Linked DNA regions of Zea mays: region 2 is linked to region 1. The links are chromatin contacts, called in public Hi-C maps. All regions are on one chromosome and are shown on one strand. The core of a region is the stretch at or near the end of the contact, and the rest is flanking DNA. Distances in the headings are between cores, read along the strand shown. Region 1 holds the start of LOC100279309 (HIT zinc finger). Region 2 holds the start of LOC100383644.

The links. Hi-C and Micro-C count contacts between places; a contact is called where the count stands out from the background.
Region 2: a contact with region 1 is called in a Hi-C map of tassel, with 2.7 times the contacts expected there. The contact joins the promoter of LOC100383644 here to the promoter of LOC100279309 in region 1. A contact is called at or near these places in 3 of 25 Hi-C or Micro-C datasets (ear, leaf and tassel).

The regions. Positions count from the first base shown.
Region 1 is chr5:3,388,852-3,395,499 of Zm-B73-REFERENCE-NAM-5.0, forward strand. LOC100279309 (HIT zinc finger) reads left to right here and starts at 5,323. Exons shown (of 6, transcript NM_001152330.1): 1 at 5,323-6,648. The coding sequence starts at 6,264. LOC103625783 (a long non-coding RNA gene) reads left to right here. Exons shown (of 2, transcript XR_552531.2): 2 at 126-433.
Region 2 is chr5:3,627,449-3,633,600 of Zm-B73-REFERENCE-NAM-5.0, forward strand. LOC100383644 reads left to right here and starts at 3,038. Exons shown (of 6, transcript NM_001366828.1): 1 at 3,038-3,413; 2 at 3,665-3,696; 3 at 3,775-3,889; 4 at 4,206-4,330; 5 at 5,419-5,559; 6 at 5,678-6,152. The coding sequence starts at 3,357. The coding sequence ends at 5,858. It overlaps LOC100284939, which reads left to right. Exons shown (of 6, transcript NM_001372152.1): 3 at 567-646; 4 at 1,081-1,130; 5 at 1,235-1,347; 6 at 1,476-1,866. The coding sequence ends at 1,847. LOC111589360 (U1 spliceosomal RNA) reads left to right here and starts at 2,339; the gene lies at 2,339-2,499.

The DNA.
Region 1 (6,648 bases), core at 4,073-6,572:
ACTTATCTAATACAAGTCAAGAATATCAATTGTTCTTCATATACTTTTAGCGCAAAACATAGATTTATGCCTTATATTTCGTAATAATCAGTAAATTTAATAATGCTCTAAATTTCATTCCACAGGCACAAACAAGAACCACTAACAATCAAGGATTCCACGGAACCAGAGCACCGCCAAGAATGATATGTGCAAGCGTATAGAATTAGTTCAAAGAATAGCTAATGTCTACATTCTGTGCAACCTCTTTTATAACCCTGAAATTGTAGTACTAACAACAATACAATCAGTTCGTATGGCCTGGCTCGTTTCTCTGTAGGGTAGATTGTCTTTCTAAAGGAGCCATTAAGACTAAATATTATTAGCTTGTATAATTAATACTCAGAACCTAATGACTGCTTAGTGCTCTAATTATTGTATATATTTTATTAAATCTGGCTTTATCTCTGTTAAAAAAATACCATGTGATGAAATGCAGAAATTAATTTCTTGGACGAAATCATTTTAGACTCCTTAAAAATTATGTTTTTGGTGATATCCGAACAGCAGCCGGTCTGCAAACATTTTTTTTTCCTGAGCAAGAGGGTATACGAGTTATCTCTCATCAAATTGGAACAGGGAGTAAATATACAATGAATATTTCAATAAGATTTTTTTGCCAATTATATAAAATTTACTTACTCACAAATATGTACTGTAATATTTTTAGCAATTCATTTCTCAAATGTCTACTACGCGTGCAAAGCGCGCGAACATCACTAGTTCAAATTAAAATACATACTCTCTCCCTTTCAAATTAAAATACGTTTCGACTATAAACGAGTATGTTTGGACTATTTAATGTGTTGTCTCTTAGCATAGTTTTTAGTGGTCGTCCATGGAGGTGCGCGTTTGAAGAGATAAATAAGTCAAGGTTATGAGAAAATGTGATGAAAACTAATGATAAAAATAAAATGAGAGATGTCAATAAAAAATATCTAAAGTTGTAATAAGGACGTTTGACATGGCTCTGCTCCACTCTAGAGCAGCTCTACTCTAAAACTCTGGATAGAGCAGCTATGCTCTAGAGTTTAGATTGTTTCTCATAACTGGTGGTAGTGGCCGGTAAATAACTCCAAACTCTATGACTATGTATTTTTTTGGAATTTTCGAAGCAGCAAAAGAGATACTCCAAAAAATTATACTGCAGCTCCAAAAACTCCATAGAGTTACAACTCTGGAGTTAGGGTGTTTCGCATGCTCGGACAGTTCCTTTTTAGAGTTTTACTTTGGAGCCATATCAAACAGGCCCTAATTATCGAAGTATTAAGCTAATAAGACATATTATAAATATGTGGGAGATAGTTATTTAACGTGTTTGAGAGAAATAACAAGAATCTTTATGAACCAATTTAGTTTTATACTCAAAAGGTCAACATTAAAGTCATTTTCTTAATAAACAAGTGATGGAGCATAAGAGAAGGATTACGCAGAGTTTTCCTTGAGTTGGAGAAGGCTTGACAAAATATCAATCAATATTTTGTGGTGGTCTTTGGACAAATATAAAATTCCAATAAAGTATATTGGACTCAATAAGGACATGTATAACAATATCTTGACCAGTATTTGAATAAGTCATGGGGACACAAATGACTTTTCAACTAGAATATGATTGCATCAAGGTTTAGTTTTGAGCTATTACCTTTTTAATTTAGTGATGGATGTTGTCATGACATACGGACAAGAGGGAATTCCTCGATGCATGCTATTTACAAACGATGTAATGCTACCTAATGAAAGTCAGACATGAGTAAATAGGAAAGTGAAGTTGCGACGAGGAACTCTACAATCCAAATGTTTTAAACTCTGTATAACTAAAATTGAATATACAATATATGACTTTGGCACTACTACACATAAAGGAAGGAGAAAGGCCAGCAAGAATGATATATGTTTATATTTAGGATCAATGCTACAAAGAGTGACAAACATCAACGAAGATGTCAGACATAAAATTATTGTAGAGGTGAATGAAGTGGTTTCAAGTATCTAACGTTCTATGTGACAAAAAGGATACCGGAGAAGCTAGCTAAAAGGTAGGTTTTATAGAAGGAGGATTAGATTTGTTATATTGTATATTGTAGAACATTAGCCTACAAAAACATGACATGTTGATGAGATAAGTGCTACGAAAGTATATATATTGTGTTGGATTTGAGGCCATAAAAAGGTCGAGTTCGGGACGACGATATACGTGATAGGCTAGCTATAACATCAGTTCAAGAAAACCTTCTCTAATAGATGGATCTCCATCATCTACATAGACTAGAGTATTCTGTTGAAATGGTATTGGACATGTCCAATACAGACATCTAAAGGCCCCAATATGTTGTGATAGCAATAGAGAGAAATGTCCAAGTTGACATAAAAAGAGAAAATTAAAAGAGGTTGAAAGAATGAATATATATAATAGTTATCCACGTAAACAAACGTTTACTTGCAGTTTATGTTAGATTCTAACTCTAATCTACCCTAACTTTTTTGGTAAAAAATATTTTGTTGTTTTATTGGAGGCAAGTGGGTGCCATGAACAAACAGGACAGTAGGACACCATTTACTAGTCGAGGGTGTCGTATCTTCCATATGATTAGGCTTTGATTTAGCATTTTCTGCCGTCATCTTGCACGGTTGCACCTGACGCGCTGTACCGATGTCACAGACATACTCGTACGTGCGTGCCATTAACCATTATGTCAGCGGGCAGCTCCCTTTTTAAGGCCCCAAGGGACTCCCTTGATCCCAGCACGTCGCCATTCCTTCCCGCGCTGTAGCTTGCCTAAAATGTCACGCACGACGCCGTCGAGCCCGTTGCAGCGCGCCACGTCCCCGCTCTCCCCGGCGGCCGGCGGCACTCCGAGCCGCCTGGCCGTCGCGCCGGCCTCCCCGTCTACCCCGCAGTGCGCCATCCCGGCGTCGCCCCACACGCCGGGCAGGGCGCGGGCGGGCGAGCCCACCCCGCCGCCGGCCACGCCGCGCACGCCGCGCCCGGAGATCACGCTCCGGCAGCCGTCGTCGCAGAAGCGCGCGCCCGCCGCCGTCCGCAAGCCGTCGCGGGCGCTCCGCGCGATCCGCGCGCTGATCCGGTCGCTGCCCATCGTCGCGCCCGCAGCGTGCCGCCCGGCGTCCGCGCTCCCGCGGCGCTACACCAAGCCGCACGACGGGCACGGCGGCGCACGCGTCACCGGCACGTTCTACGGCCACCGCCGCGCGCGCATCACCCTCACCGTCCAGGAGCGAGCCGGCAGCCTCCCGTCGCTCGTGCTCGAGATCGGCGTGCCCACGGGGAAGCTAATGAAGGAGCTCTCCGCCGGCGGCCACGTCCGCATCGCCCTCGAGTGCGAAAAGAAGTCCAAGAAGTCGACGCCGCCGGAAGGCGGCAACGTGAGTCTGCTGGAGGAGGCGATGTGGACGGCGTACGTGAACGGTCGGCGCGTCGGCTACGCGGTGAGGCGGGAGGCATCGGAGGGCGACCTCGCCGTGATGCAGCTCCTGAGTACGGTCTCGGTGGGCGTCGGCGTGCTGCCCGGGGACGTGGTGGACGCGCCAGCCGGCGCAGAGGCCGACGGCGAGGTGGCGTACATGCGCGCGGGGTTCGACAGGGTAGTCGGAAGCAAGGACTCGGAGTCGTTCTACATGATTAACCCGGTGGGGGGCGCTGGTGGTGGCACGGAGCTTAGCATTTTTCTTGTCAGGGTGTAGACGTCTATTTGTTTTGTTTCATTTGTTTGGAAACATATTAGGTGTAAATCTACCCATCGCTGCAAATCGTGCAAACTAATATAAAAATATGGTGAAAAGATCTTTTTTTAAAATATTCGAAAAAGATGGAAGGTTGATTTAAAATACTCCAATTGTCCTATTATATTAGTCGTTCAGCTACAAGAAAAATCTCTAAATCTAGACATAAGTTAGGTCCAGATACATAAAACATGTTATAAATCTAGACACCTTAAAACACTTCCAAACGATTAGTGTAATGGAATAGAGGGAGCATATCTCCATTCCTATATTGGTTCGCAACCAGTAATGCAGCACGTGTTGAAGATTGAGTCTTCCATGATGAGAATAAGACTGAGGCAATGTCGGAGATATATCAACCGTGACCGTGTATTCGGCCACAAGTGATTGATGCGAGACTACTTCAATGACCCGTGTGTTTATCCCTTGCTCTACTTTCGTTGGAAACACCGCATGTGAAGGAGCCTCTTCCTTCAAATACTGGAGTGGTTGGGTGAGCACTCCCTCTACTCCACTCTTCAAATCGATGCACTTAATAGCAATGGTTTCTCCCCTACTAGAATTGCAAGCTACCTACGCATGCTTGCGTACGGTAGCATTGCTGATTCCGTTTATGAGTATATCAAAATGAGAAACATCAAACTACTTTGTAGATGTGTAATTTCATGTTTTGGTGAGGAGTACTGCCACCGTCCCACTGTTGACAACCTTGTGTGATTGTTAGGTAAGGAAGAGAAAAGAGGATATTACGGTATGATAGAAAATATAGATTGTGATAGTCACCTGGAGAGGGGTGAATAGGTGACGTCTGAAAAAATATAACTTAAACATAAACTTGGATCACAAATTAAAGGTTAGTGCAAAACTAGACCCAAAAAAGTGAGAAGGAGAAAGTTATTTCATTTGATTGTTCTCACAAGATTATGGAATTAACTTACGCCCCATTTGAATCCTTGGAATTGAATTCCATTCTATTAATAGTAATTTAGTCAAAGATCAATTAAACTAATATGATTTTATATGAAATACATTTGTATACTATTAATAACAATATGCTAGAGATATTTATGTGCTACTTTTTTTACCATAGAGGAGCGAGACGAATAGCGTCTTATAAGGTATAGATTATAAACATATTTCGTTGATACATAAAATAATTTCCAATATTCCTCCTCATGAATTTGAGATAGACTTATATCTAAGCTTTGGAAAGTGTTAGAATGTCAAATGCCAAGCCAAATAAACTACTTCATCAAGTAAATTCCAATTCCTCCAAAATGTATAGATCCAAACTGCCCCTGCTAGTGAACTTAAGAATTTAGAGAGAATAAGAATAAATCGCAAAGAATAAAACACACGAGACAAGGCAACTTATCACGTGGTTCGATCAAGCGTCAAATGTTTGCCTACTCCACATTGTGGTGTCCAAACGGACGAGGGTTGCGCAGACGACGGTTAGATTTTTAATAGACTAATATACCTGACTAACAGCCTCCTTGATTTGAGGATTCGTGGACACCCCAATGACGTCAGCGCAAGACACCCCGGAAAGAACAGAACGAGAGAGGACTCAGGGGGTGGCGCCATCTAGCCCGCGAAAGGAGGGAGAAGGCAACGGGAAGCGATAGCCCGTGCCGTGGCGCGTGGTGGGATTGGCGGCAAAGCAAGCGGGGGCGATCGGAGAGAGAGATGGGAGAAATTACGCGTCGACCAGCAGCAGCCGCCGCAACCAGCAGCCCGCCCAACCCTACCCGCGCGCCCGTCCCCCTCCCCGTCCTCGCCCGCGTCATCGACCCGGCACCCCCCCTTCTCGTCTTCCCCTCCACCTCGTCACGCCGCACGGGCCCGGCCCAAATACCCTCGCCCTCGCGCTCCCACCTCTCGCACTCCACAAACCCTAACCCTAGCTCGCTGCCGCCTCTGGTCCCTCGTCGTCGGCCCACTGTCTGAGATAAACCTCTCGCCGCCGCGGTTGCTGGTCGAGCTATTCGTTTGCTTTCGCGCTGCTTGATTTCTCTCGTTGCGTGTGGTGTGGTGTGGTGGTGGTTGGTGGGGGACCTCGAGGGGTTTTGGATTTGAGGGTTTTATTCTTCGCGCTGCGGATCGAAGCTGTTCGTCGGCGTTCGTTGCAGCTCCCGTGCCGCGCTCTCGCACTCGGCGGCAGCGAGGTGCTTTATTTTGATATTTTGGGGGGGTTTTCTCAGTCGGTGCTCTCGCTTTCATTGCCGGCGGTTTGTTAGGCGTATATTTGTCTCGGTTCATTCGTGAGGGATTTTTTATTATCTACGTACAGTTGTTTTGTTAGAGGGTCTATTGGGCTTATCTTCTCTCTGGCGGTTGCAACTTGATTCAGTGACATACATTAGTTTTTTTTTCATAGAGAATGTCATATATACTAACTGTAATGCCGCATTGGAAACGTGCAGGCAGCGGCGGCGGAGTTGGCTGGCGCGGAGGTCACTTGGTCGAGTTAAGCGCGTGTTGTAATGGAGGGGCTCAACGCCACTGATGCTGTGATCAAGAAGCCAAGGAGTGTTGCATTCAGGAAGCCAAGGTCCATGAAGCAGCTCACGGTTGAGTGCAATGGCATTTGCCTGCCATCTCGGAGTGCTCGTCATGACGATGACACTGGCGTCGAAGCTGGTGGGCAGCGGAGGAAAGAGCTACACCTAAATAGCCCTGAAATGAAGGGCTCCATGACTCATAGGAGTGACGTGCCCAGTAAGATAAGAAGGGATGATAAATCTGGAGGTGACTATGATGGTCATGGTCGGAGCAGAAAAACGAAGGATGCCGCCAAGCATGGAAGTGAAAGTGTTCTTGCCCTGGAGTGCACAGCAAGAAACATTGAATCCCTTGACAATCCACAGT
Region 2 (6,152 bases), core at 1,788-4,287, 240 kb after region 1:
CTGTAACGATACATTTATATTCACTCTGAGCAGCTTTATTGTCATCTTGAAACGCATACTTTGTCAAACAGTGTGGGTCTCTATGTAAGTGGTTCAATTATCGATATTTCTTTTGAATGAACTATGGTTCAATTATTAAGAGAATGTGGAAATGCAAATTGTTCCAGTACCCTCTGAAAAATCTGGTGTCGTTTTATTAGAATGGAGAAACTGCCAATTAACATTTTGAGTTGTGAACAATAACTTCAAATTTGGGATGTGTTAGTTTCACCTTTGCCATTTGTTGCTTAAGTCTAGGTAACCTTAATTTTTATCAGTAGTTGGTCGAGTGAAGTGAACACCTTTGCCATTTGTTGCTTCAGTCTAGGCACCCTTAATTCTTTATCAGTAGTCGGTCGAATGAAGTGAACACCTTTGCCATTTGTTGCTTAAGTCTAGGTACCCTTAATTCTTTACCAGTAGTTGGTCGAGTGAAGTGAACCAGTATGTACAAATTTGACCATCTGTTTTCGCCTCAGACTTAGGGCTGAAGTCCTGACCTGATGTAACCTTCTTGCGTTTTGCAGACTGAGAATCTATCCGTCATACATGCTTTTGATGGCGAATCATTTGAGCGGTGGTACATAAATCAGGAACCTAGGAAGAGGTACCTGTCCTCTCTTGTTTCTCTCTCCCTCTAGTTATGCATGATTGTGAGTATTCAGTAAATGAACAAGGCAAAGGCTATCCTTCATAACCAGTAGCCTGCAAAGAGACTGACTCTATTCTTCTAGAAAAAGAAAGAATTTACATGAACTATAACTAAAAAGGTTATATTCTGTATGTCTCTTGTGCTTTTTAAATAAATAGAAAATATTCACTGGGCAATAGCAGAAGTAACTTTGATATACCAGCCAAAAAGCAGAGTAGAGAGAAACGGCCGCTTTCAGTGATTACATGTGCACCATGTAGCCCATATCCACAAGCAATGAAGCAACCATTTATTTGGTTGCTGGATGGAGGCTATCTACATGCACAAACTTATAACTTATTATTGCATATGTGAAGAAGTATACTAATCCCCCTTTCCTCCTGGTGCAGGCGTCTTTCAGATGCACACGAGTTGGTGTCACAATTCTATAACATGAAAGGTATTATGTCAATCTTTTTTTTTCCTTTCACCCTTCTGTATGCTACATCAGAATTCTATGTGCCTCACTTGTTATGTAGGACTTATGCTTGCTGAATTAAGCAGAGACCACAAGCAACATTTCTGGGGTGCAGCAATACTGGGAGCAACAAAGATATCTCCGTAAGAAAATTTGGCTTCAAACCTGGCTAAGACGGGAAATTCAGGCCCTTACTCGGGTAAGCCGTTGTTATCTATTAGCACTACAGCTATTCCATAGGTTACAAGAATCATGAGTGCCTTTAGCTACTGGGGTAGGCGACCTAGCTTTTGTTAAGGATATATAGCAACGTTGAGTTTTTTGCAGGACGAGAACGTTGAGGTCATAGTCCACCACATTCACGGTGTCATGGGATCCTTCATGAAGAGGCTCGAAAAGGAGCACACGTCGTCAAGGTGGACGACTTCACCGGAGAAAAGGAGGGAAGAGTTCAGGAGATTGGTTTCCGATGCTGCTAGGCCGTTCCTCCTCGGCCGAACGGAGCGATTCGTCGCCGAGGTGGAGCTCTTCCTGGCATCGGATCTCAACATGGAAGCCTACAACAAACTGCGCGTCCAGAGGTTTAGGGAGTCCAGCTCTCATCTAACGAGAGAGCAAGATGCACTGCCTCGTGATCGGTCGCTTGAGGAGCACTACATGTATTTCCTGTGTAACGACACGGACTGTGATGAGATGTAGTGATCTGTGATCCCTGGTACTATGATGCCTTTTTTTAGCCTGGCCCCGATTACTAGAGAGTTCACGGTACAACCTAATGCTGATACATGGAACATACATAGCAGTGGCGAACTTGTTTGATTTTTTTAATAAAATAGAAAAGAAAAACTAAGGGATGAACTTCGGATTTGAAGCTGTTGAAGAACAGTAAAACGTTGTTACAGTGCACGGATAATGCACTCTCAAAATGCTCTAATTTCACGCCTAACCGGGTCCAGTCCATTGCAGCCCGCAGTCCGGTTGTTTCCAAACACGGAAAAGAAAAATATGTTGGGTTCGAGGTTAAAGGCCCATGGACTACAAGGAGTGGCCCACGAGAACTCAAGCAGCAGCGCGCGCAGAAGTGCAGAACGCGTTCGTTCCGTCTCAGGATTTAGCACCACCTCGGCTGGCGAAGGCAGACGCGCCACGAGCTCGCGCTATAAGATGAGCGCTCCGTGCTTCGTTGCTCCATACTTACCTGGACGGGGTCGACTGGGGATCAAGAAGCCCTGTGGCCTAGGTCAGTGGCCCGCATTGCACATGGCGGGTGCGCTGGCTTACCATCTCCCCAAGTAGGAGAGTGGACGTCATAATTTGTGGTAGAGGGGGTACGCGTTCGCGCGGCCCCTGCCAAATCTGATAAATTTAATTTAGGTCCTTTGTCAGTTAAAAGTTGATTGTTTCTCGAATTGTTGTTTACTGTACTGTAAGAGTTTGAAATCTGTTAAATTTAAATTAGGTCCTTTGTCAGTTGAAAGTTTGGTCGCGACTTGCATTATTGTTCACTGTACTGTTTAAAGAGTTTGAATAGAGAATATCTACTCATAATAACTTAACAATCTTGACTAGTGATTAATATTTATTTTGACACCGATATTCATTTCGGCTGTGTGATTCAGCGCTTCCATTTTCAGGAGATCCTCTTCCTTCCGAGAGATTCTGATATTTGCTATCAGCATGAAACATGTTTGTAAAATTGCCATCAGACCCACATTTCATAGACCCAGCTGGACCCACAATTCATAGACACAGTGGTAATTATAAAAAGAAGACAACATTGTGAGTGGCAAAAATCCAATTATCTCCTTCCTGTGTGATTCAGCGCTTCCATTTTCAGGAGATCCTCTTCCTAAGTCACAGCTACCACTTGCCCTCTTGCTCCCCGCCTTGCCTCCGCCACCGCTAGTATTAGGCGACGCCGGGTGAGAAAGCCTAGCGCCGAGTCCGTTCCATCTCCGCGGCCCTTCCACGCGCCCGATCACGCCACCAGATGCGTCGTCACCGTTGCCGCCGATCGACACCCCCGACGACGGGCGACGGCAGCGACGTGGAGGACAAGATCGACCCGCTGTGGGGCAGGACCCGCTAGGCGCGCCGGCCGAAGGGGACGGTGAGGAAGCAGCTCGATCTGGACGAAGTTGACGTGGAGGTGGCTTCGGGGGCGGGGGCGGGAGCGCAGGCCAAGGGGGGAAGAGGAGGAACACGAAGATGGAGGAGGAGGCGCCGCCCATGGAGTTGGTCCGGGAGAAGAAGCTCTCTGAGAAGGTAACCAGCCGCTGTCTCTTGCGTTCTGGGTCTGGCCGTTGGTTAGTTGAATTGCTAGCCGGTTTTTGATGATGTCTGGTGCTCTGGGAGTCTGGGTTCGTGTGTTAGGAGAGGAGGGCGCAGCTTCATTCGATCCATGCTGAGTCACAGAGGCTGCTGCGAGGTGTACATATACACACGTCAACTGCACATGGGAGTAGAATTTAGATGCTGAGATTTTTTATCTTTGTTCTCATTTTTGTTAATTGTAGATCCGCCTTTGTAAGATGGAGGTTCTGAAGAAGTAAGTGCTGAGTTGTTTCGTTGAGGTTTCCACGATTCGATCCAACGACATTTGCTTTTTGTGTACTCTGGATTTCAGATCACATACCTCTGTTGAAGACAGTGATCACATATTTCTAGAGTCCTCTGGCTTGCAGGATGGTTTGAGTTGCAAGAAGGATCTCCATAGTTGCGGCACCAAAGCTTCAGATGAGGTATTGTCCCCCTGTCCAATATGCTGCCATCTGCAGGAAAAAAATTGTCATAGCATAATAGGAGGATGATTTATCTACAGCATTAGTCTTCTACTATTTCACTACTCCAAGCTATCCCATGCATGGCCAAAAACCACTATCTAGTATTTTCTAAGCAGAGATTTGAGATGTTATAAATTATGTGACTGAGAAGTCTTATCAAATAGAATAACAATTTTTAAACACACAACATCTTCAACTACAATTTCAAGCTTGTTACTTATCTACATTCAACAACTTGTTTAACAAATAGCAATTTATTGTTTGATTCTATCAGGAAATTTCTGATCGGTTGCAAGAGAATCATGACAACACCCAGCCAAGTGATAACCATAACTATTCGGTAGATCAAACTCAACTGCCCTTTCTTCAAGCCCTACTGAGAGTACAGATGAAACGGAGGTGTGTATACTCTTCTATCACCCATCTCAATTTTCCACAACAACCATTGTAGTTGTTGCCTATATGCCTTGGTTCCAGCACCATAATTCCCCCCTAGTCATTTGACCTTTTTAGGATGAAAAGTCCCCTGCCCTGCCCTTCATTGATCTGAAACATGGTCGGTATCCCTGTTAGGGGCATTGAATTTGAGTGGCTAAATGAAAACATTATGTTAATATTATCAACTTTGCCTACACAAACCAGTTCTAGAGCCCTGTTAGCTCTGTACATAAAACATGCAGTGACTTCTTACTTTGTTTTGATTTTTTGGCAAACTTGCACACTTATCCAGAGGATAGTTATGTATTACTCCCTCCGTACCAAAATAGTATTCGTTTTAGGTTGTTAATGGATTCATACAATATTTGATGTATGTGTTTTATATATGTGTCTAGATTCATTGTCATCCATTTGAATATGGACACAAAAATAAACAAGTAAAATAAACAGTATTGTGGAACAGAGGGAGTATTTTTTTACTGACATGGACGTATGGGAGGGCAGATTTGCTCCCGGCTTTAATAGTACGAATTGTTTAGTAGTTGAATTTTTCTGACCTTCATTCATTACTGACGTGCATCTATTGTTCACCGTTAAAACGATCAGAGGACACCAAACCTACAGAAGCATGAATTAATACAAGCCCTCATGTTCTCCAGGTTGTACCATACCATTCATACTTGTGCGTTCACTTTTGCATTGTTGTATGGGTTATAAACAACCACCTACCAACCATCTGGTGTTGGGTTTGGATCACTATGGTGAAACATTTACAGTTAATCGGAGCTAATTCGTATAGCGACTTTGAAATCTTACAACCACAAACTGGAGAACGGATGAGACTGCTGTAACACCTTATGATAAGCACACCTTTTGGTTCTTTGTGACTGCAACTTTTGGTTCTCTATTGACTATATACTGTACTTCTGCCCACAATGCTTCCATTCCATTCACTCCTGATAATTTTATGACCTTCATTCATTGCATCTATTGTCATCAGAGATTTTGGATGGTTCTATCCACAATGGCATCATGTGTATTCCTTGCAGTCATCGTTTCTTGGACAAACTGCCAGTGGTTCACTGGCATCTTCTCACAGATAAGTCTATAGATCCTACGTATTTGGTAGTGATGACAGCAACAGCAGCAGTAGGAGCTGCAACTCTACTGCAGAGAGTAATTCAGATACGGTAAGCTTGTTTTGAAGCTCTACTCTGCTTTATCCATGAGTTTGAATCTGCTCTATCATGGCATTCATTTCTTGTCTCCCAGAATGTGCTTGGCTATTTTTTTATTTCCATCCTGCAGGACCAAGCCAACTCCTCCCAACCCACGAAGGCCAAGTTCAGTTCAGGCGTTTCACTCTTCGACATCCTGCGCAGGACATCAGAGCAGAGCAATCAGGAAAGCTGTAGCACAGTCAGCGGTGCATCGGTTCTCGGCATTCAAATTATTAAAGAGGTTTTCTAGGGTGAGCTCGAAAAATTGACAACTCCCAGGAGGTTCAAGACAGATCACAGTCTCACAGATGGTGCCTGTATGGTTGGAGATTCTGAATTCTGACCACTGGCCTGGAAGTTCACGACGAAAGCTGTCTAGAAAAAGGCTTCAGGCGAGGCTCGTGAAAAAGGAGAGGCGAGGATGGCTCCTGGTTGCCATTCATCTTCGTGCTGTTAGTGCCGTGAGGGTGTGCTGTTGGAGCTTTTTTTTTTCTTCACGGCTGGGGACGGTGGATAGGGATGAAAACGGTCGGAAACGGTATTTATTCGGTAATCAGTTTTTT